Linked DNA regions of Arachis hypogaea: region 1 is linked to region 2. A link is a contact called in public Hi-C data. All regions are on one chromosome and are shown on one strand. The core of a region is the stretch at or near the end of the contact, and the rest is flanking DNA. Distances in the headings are between cores, read along the strand shown.

Region 1 (3,813 bases), core at 792-3,291, 250 kb after region 2:
TTAAGCAGTTTTCATAATTACTTCTAGAACGATAATGCAAGTACTTTTTTTTTATTTACTAGGTACCCAACTATCTTATCTACGTAATAAGTTTAATCTGAATATTTTAATTTTGCTTAATTATAAATTAGTTATATAATACACTGGGTAAAAGTTGGAGACTTTTAAAATATAACATTGGTATTATCGACGTATTACTTTATATTTTACCTTCATTTTATTAAAGAAAATTTTATTGATCGGCGACCTTGACCCAAAATGGGGGCAAGATTTAGAAGAATCATTTCGGTTAGCTATATGATCTCTTTGGATTTAACTATTATTAGGTTATTTATGGTCACATTAAGTATATATGTCTGATTTATTGAAGAAAGTAAATTACTAAAATCGATTAATAACTACTTTAGAGTTGATACATTTAACACTAGATTAAAAAAGCGAACAATGCATAACATATTATTTTTTTATTAACCAAATTAATTTTAACAAAACAAATTAAAATTATAATTTCAATCTTACCACATGCATGACACATATTATTACACTTGTTGAAAAAAAAATTGAGATCAAAGAATCCATTTACTTATTTAGTTATCCTCTCAATCTCCTTTGTTTTATCCCATCGTGTTGGAAAGAGCTTTAACAATATTTAAAGATGACAACGGGACAAATAAACTGATTTTTATCCTATTCAACCACTTTTTTCTATAATAATTTGTCCCGCCGTTATTCGGGTAGTAACAATCTATACCCTAATACGCTCCTACGTATTTTCTATTAATTATTAAAATTAAATTTTGAAATTTATATAATCATGATTATATACATAATATAAATTAAACTAAAAACCTAAAAATAATACAATATCAAATAATATTATTAATTTTTTTACACATATTAAATATATTATTTATTAAAATTATATATATAAAATTCGTCTTGCACCGGATAAAGATAGGTCGATATCTGTGAATTTGGATAATATTACCATCCTTGATAACAACAATAACAAAAAGTATGATTCTCTTTCCTCTATTATTTTTTCTTTAGTTTTTCAAAAGTATTTACCTCTGAAAACAATAACTAATCACTTTTCCAGCAACTTTATCTGCTATACGATACTTTACATTCTTAACATTTGTTATTTATTTAACAATTTTTAATTATTAAATTTATATAAAAATAATTACATGTGAATTTTTATTTTATTATATTCAACCATGTTATATAAATAATATAAAATATATATTAAAAATAAATTAAATAATATAAATATTTATAAATAAATATATTGTGGTAGATTATTTACTTACTCATGGTGATACTCCTATGAATTTGAGTGCTTATTTTTTTTAAGTTAAAAGATAGACCAAAAAAATATAAACAAACCGGATAAAGTAGCAATAATAATTAACCAACTTGAACTTAGGTTGATTTAGTAATTAATTTATTATATTTAGATAAGTGTTAGAACTTCGAATTTTGATTTGTGCATATAATAACTTATTGACTAAACAAAAAAATCCTTAAATAAAATTTCAATTTACGTCGAATTAATTTTTAAATGATCAAATTGAGAGATATCATAAACAAAAAAAAATAACAATAATAATTTAACTCATTATTTTTTGAGATAACAATAATAAACTGTGCAATCCAAGTACAATAAAAGTTGCCTGATAAGAGCAGGAATATTATATGCTCAATAACTATTATTGTTTTAAATTAGTATTTAACAAATAATAATTTATTTTTGTAGTTATAAAAATTTATTCATATAAAAATACATGATTTATATTTATATTTAATAAAATTTATGTAGATAAATTAATATAATTTATATTTATATTTATTAAAATTTGTAATATAAATTAATAAAATTTATTTATTAAAAATAATTTAATATTTGTGGACGGGGTAATCCAAATTACTAAAAATTTTTGGGTGGGCAGAGTGGGCGGTCCAAGTAAATGGGAAGGGGTCGGGTTGACCCGAATGGAGAAGACACGTTACCCGGAAGTCCGTTATCCAGAAGCAGGAATCATCCATCATCATTCATCGATCAGCGAGCACAACAGCACAAGAAAGAGAGAAGAAGAGGCAATGGCGCTGCAAGCTCACTCTCCTTCACGCTTACTCTTACACTCGCAGTCTCCGTTACAGTCAACACAAACTCCTTCCACTCTCACACTCTCACTCACTGCCGCCTTCAACCCCAAACCCCTCACTCTCTCTTTCTCACGGCGTCGGCAGAGGAGTATTACGGTGTCCCCAGTGGTGGAGGAAAGCCAGGAGAGTTCCGAACCGGAAGCGGAAGCAGAAGCAGAAGAGAAAGAAGTGACGGTGGCCGATGAGCTGAAGAAGGCGATGCAGGAGAGAAGAGAGAAAGAAGGAGAAGAAGAGTTTTGGGGCGGAGTAGGGCGAGAGATCAGGGAGATCGAGTGGCCACCCTTTGGGAAGGTGCTGGGCACCACCAGCGTTGTTATCAGCGTCATCTTTGGTTCCAGCGTCGTTTTGCTCACTCTCAATGCTCTTCTCGCTGAGCTTTCTGACCGCGTTTTCGCCGGCAAAGGGGTTCAGGATTTCTTCACCTAAGTCACTCATAGCCAATCAAAATGCTTGCTTTGGTGAGTCGCTATATCACTGCCAACCCTTCATGTAACTTCTAAAGTTATATTGTTATTGAATTCATTTTTGTTACACTAGTTCCTGTATTAAGAAACTGAATGTAAAGTTTTGATATATAGATAGAATGATTTCTTATCTTTCATCAATTATGTATGGCTTTGAAAAATGAAAAATGACAACTTAACATAATTGTTCAAGATTCAAAATTTCCTTATTCAAGTATTTTCAAGCAAAATTTATGGCAGAATCACAGACAATAGTTTTTTAGGATCACTAGCTACGTCTATTCGATCCTAAGTCATTTCAGCCGTTGTTGCTGTGATTATCAACAATGTTGCTGCTGCTTGGGTGTCATCGGAGTTGCTGCAGCTGCCACGGATTAGGATAAAGGGTTTGTTGCATTTAACAATTTTTACGAGATTCAACTGATAGAGGGATGAATTTTAAATTAGAGCTCTCAATTTATGACTGCCTATAAAGTTTAATTAATAAGTGCACACGAGTTAATAATGGTCTAATGGTTTGATTATTTTATTGACTCTTGACTATAATTTGGCTGTGGTTGTGTTGTGTTTAATGTTTTGGTTGATTTGATTTTGATTGCTAGTAAATGAACTAAGTTGCTGGCTTGTTGTTAAAGATGGTGAATTAGGAACTACTAGGGTCAAATTGAGTTAGAATAATAATTAACCTCTTTCAAACTTTTAAAAGCCTTTTAGAATTGAATTAGAGTGTGTTTAAAGAATTGGAATCAATTTGGAAGTAAGATTAGTCGTTTAGCTTGTGCAGAAGAGACTGATGGATTAGGAATCCGAAAAATGGGTAAAACTAATAATTTGGAATATTTAGGACAAATTGGCTTTTGAGGCAAATTTCAATTGGCAGAATATGACTACTAAACTTGGTTTCAGTCTTTGAAAGTCGCTAATTGGATTTTGGGTTTAGGTTCCTTAAAATGCAAAAACAGTTTATGCAGAAATTATGCATAGAATCCAACAATTTCGTGGATTTACTGCTTTCACCTTAGAAGTTCAATTGGTGTGAAACCAATGTTAAATAAAACTTTTATTAACCTAGTTTGTTGTCATTAAATTTAAGAATTGTTGGAGTTATGGTTTAGGAGATATGAATTTTTGAAATCTAACACTTTATGCAGTAAAAATTAGATTTTAGTTTCCAAACCAC
Region 2 (3,664 bases), core at 921-3,420:
ATCAATTGAACTTGCTTCATTTACAAAGTTCCATTTTCCAAAAATTAAACCTAGTAAACATAAACAAGGAGAAAACTATAAAATTCAAAGAACTCATATTCCTTGGAGGCATTTCATCAAACACCTTCATTACACAAAAACATTCCTTCCTCACAATCCCTTCACGCTACATCTTTGAACTATCAATCATTCCCCTTGATCAAACCAAGAACCATCATACTTTTGTACCAATTCGAGGGAGTTCACATATGGCATATTCAAAGAGCTTTCTTTATTAAGCAGAAGAGTGAGAGAAATACCTCAGACTCCTCCAGAGATGTCGGTTTCAGAAGTAGCAGCAAAGATGATGAAGGAGCTGGTCACGGAGAAATAGGGGTGAAATTGCAATATTGCATTTTTGCAAGCACCGATAGTTTGAAAGCTCAAAGTATTCCGGGATGAGGGTGAGTCAGATAGCGCACTTCACTGCAACACTTGTTTAGGGAGCGTCACTGTAATGCTGAAAAGCGTGTATATTTCGTAATTAAAATGAATTTAGTTAGCATATAATATTGACAAGCGCAGCATGGGCAATAATAAAATGTATATGAACAATGATCCTAATTTATAATTATCAATTTAGGCTAGTGGGCAATTCACATAAACAACATAGAATTGTGTACTGAAAGAGTTAAAGTACACAGCTGACCTCTAAAATTTTTCTTTGGCACATTTTTCTTTGAAACTTAACATTTAACATTGTCTTAATGCTTTTGCACTTTCCCTAAACGTATGTTCCCGTTTCCCACCCTTTTTACATTTCAGGTTAATCATAGTGACACATTTTGCATGATCCAAAAGAAAGTGTTCTTCACTATGAAGTCCAAGTGCAGAACAAAACAGCACCATCTTTCCATTCCCAAAGAAAATAAAAGGGAAAGGAATAGAAAAGAAGGAAAACACAATATATTGTTTGATATGAATAACACATTTAAGGGGGAGAAAGGGTCAAAAATAGAAAATTAACCCAAACCGTAACCTAACACTGAAATGAAAAGAAGTTTCTGTATAAAAGAAATAATGATAAAGATTAATCCAGAACAACCTTAAATTACTTGCAGCATGTTGTTGTCTCCTTCGAAGACCCAATTTTTAACCCAGCGCGCAAGCGTCGGTAGAGAACTCGGCTCCGGCTGCGATGGGAAGAGGTAGTCGATCGGCAGTGGCACGAGACAGTTGCGTTAGTAGCTCGTACGTTTTATAAGCATGGAGGTGTGGAAAAAGGCAGAATTTTACATAAAAGTACTAATATTTTGACCAGGGTTGCAAACGGGCATGCTTGCCCGCCCCGCCTAAGTCCGCCAGGGCGGGCCAGCCCGCCTCGTCTGACTGAACGGGCTTCTTTACTCTTTTTGGGTTACAAACATGCATGTCCACCCGCCCCGACTAAGCATGCGGGGCTGGCGGCCCGCTCCTTCTAACAGAAGGGCTGTAAACACTAACCCGCCCCGCCCCGCCCTGACCTGACTTGCCTAAGCCCGCCAGAGCGCCCCGTCTAACTGAACTGGCTGCAAACACTAGTCCGCCCCGCCAAGAATGCTTCTTTACTCTTTTTGGGTTGCAAACCAGCATGCCCGCCCGCCCCAATCCGTCTAAGCCCGCCCGGACGGGCCAACCCACCCCGTCTAACCGAACGAGCTGCAAACACTAGCCCCCCCGCGCAAGAATGCTTCTTTACTCTTTTTGGGTTGCAAACGGGCATGCTCGCCCTCCCCGGCCGTCTAATCCAGCCGGAAAGGCGGGCGCCCCGTCTAACTGAACTGGCTGCAAACACTAGCCCGCCCCGCCAAGAATGCTTCTTCTCTTTCATTTTTTTTTTTCGGGTTGCAAAGGAAAAAATTACAAACTTTATAGAACAAAAGCAGCACAGCAGATTAGCAGAAACGAGGCACAACAGAGAGAACAGCCGATGAGGGAAGAGATTCACCTGAACTGACGCGGTGGTCGGTGGAAGCACCAGGGCGAGGATCGGCGAGCACGGGGTGGAGACTGGAGAGAGCAGGAGAACGAGTCAGTGGAGCAGAGGATGAGGGACCATTGGTGCCATTGCCACCCTAATTTTGATACAATAGAATATGGAATGAAAAAGTAATTTTTTTTTTTTTTTATTTTGAACAATTACCTAGTCCCTCAAGTTTTTATAGTAAGACATTTTAGTCCTTTATATCCTAAAATATACATAACGATCTTTAATATTTATTTTTGTTAAATAATATAATTTTTTTGTTAGTCACCCCGGTTTTATCTTAAGTGAAATAAAAGACTACTTTAATAAAGATATTAAAAATATCATTTTTAAAGATATTTACATGTGTTGTATTATTATTAAATATTTTTATTAAACTGATTAATAATTTATTTTTTAATAAACTAAAACAAAATTAGTTTATTATAGCAACAATAATAAACTCAATTATCCTTATTATAATTATTAGATCTAGTTTGATCCGATCAATTTACACAATCTGAATCGAATTATGTTTAAATTTTAGATTTAGATCCTCTAAAGTTTGAATTTCAGTTTAGAGAGTAAAGTGTGATCTTCTGCCCTTGAATAATTTCTCTTTCATATTTATTTTTGGCCCCACCTATAAAATCAATGGTGAGAGATCACATTTTATTCTCTAAAGTGAAATTCAAACTTTAGAGGATCCAAATCCTTAAATTTTTTAGTAAAAAGACAAATATATCCTTAACTTTTTGTTTTGCAGACATTTAAATCCCTAAAAATTTAAAAATACAATTAGGTCCCTAGAAAAAAAAATCTTACCTTATCCCTCTGTCATTTTCCAAGCCCAAATCCAACCCCAATATCTCACTAATCTCTCAAGCTGACCCGAAAAAGAAAAAAACTTAGCCATAACGTCTCTTTCCTCTCCTTTTTTTCATTGAAGCTCGAGCTCTCATCTCTTTGCTCACTGGCTCAATCTCAAGCTTTCTCCCTCTCTCGTTTCCGGTCAAGCACTCAAGGTCCTTGTTGCTCTTTGTGTCATCAGTCGTCACCATCTTGTCAGTCGTCACCGTCTCGCACTCAGTCGCGCTTGCATGCCTTTCTTGAGCTCGTCGTCGCTGGCAGAAGAAGCAGCTGGTAGGAGTTACTAGGGCTGCCGGCACAGAACGTGCAACACAGCAATCCACTATTGCATACAAAGGCGGATGCAGTGATGTTGATGTAGGTATGGCAGAGGCTGGAGGAGGAGCAGTTAAGTGGCGACATAAGAAGCGTTTGAGTGCAGTTGAGGTAAACAATGGTATTGGAGCTTGTGATGTTGAAAGGGAGGGTACTGTTGAGCTGAATCCTTTGGTGAACCTTATCGGTGGTGACACACGTGTTCGGCAGGAAAGACACAGGACAGATAACGAGGCATTGGGACTGAGAGTTTATGGACTCGATCGGGTAAGAGTTTTTGAGCTTGTCGAAGACGAGAGTGTTGGAGGTACAATGGATCTTGTAGGCGGGATCGCCACAGGTTGGGTTGGTGCTTAGTGGGAATGGGACAATGGCATTGCTGCACCGGGGGCATGGGATTGCTAGTGTCACGTGAGGAGCACGTGAGATGAAAAGAAGGGATGATAGAAGGAAGAGAAGGAGGTTGGTTGGGGATAAGAGCAGGAGATATGTTTG

What was found. Hi-C and Micro-C count contacts between places; a contact is called where the count stands out from the background.
Region 1: a contact with region 2 is called in a Hi-C map of leaf, with 5 times the contacts expected there. The contact joins the promoter of LOC112710830 here to the promoter of LOC112710826 in region 2. A contact is called at or near these places in 2 of 8 Hi-C or Micro-C datasets (both in leaf).

What each region holds. Positions count from the first base shown.
Region 1 is chr9:33,677,258-33,681,070 of arahy.Tifrunner.gnm2.J5K5, forward strand. It overlaps LOC112710830 (preprotein translocase subunit SECE1), which reads left to right and starts at 2,042. Exons shown (of 2, transcript XM_072202866.1): 1 at 2,042-2,627. The coding sequence starts at 2,104. The coding sequence ends at 2,595.
Region 2 is chr9:33,424,259-33,427,922 of arahy.Tifrunner.gnm2.J5K5, forward strand. LOC112710826 (cyclin-H1-1) reads right to left here and starts at 2,171. Exons shown (of 15, transcript XM_029289017.2): 1 at 1,967-2,171; 2 at 300-499.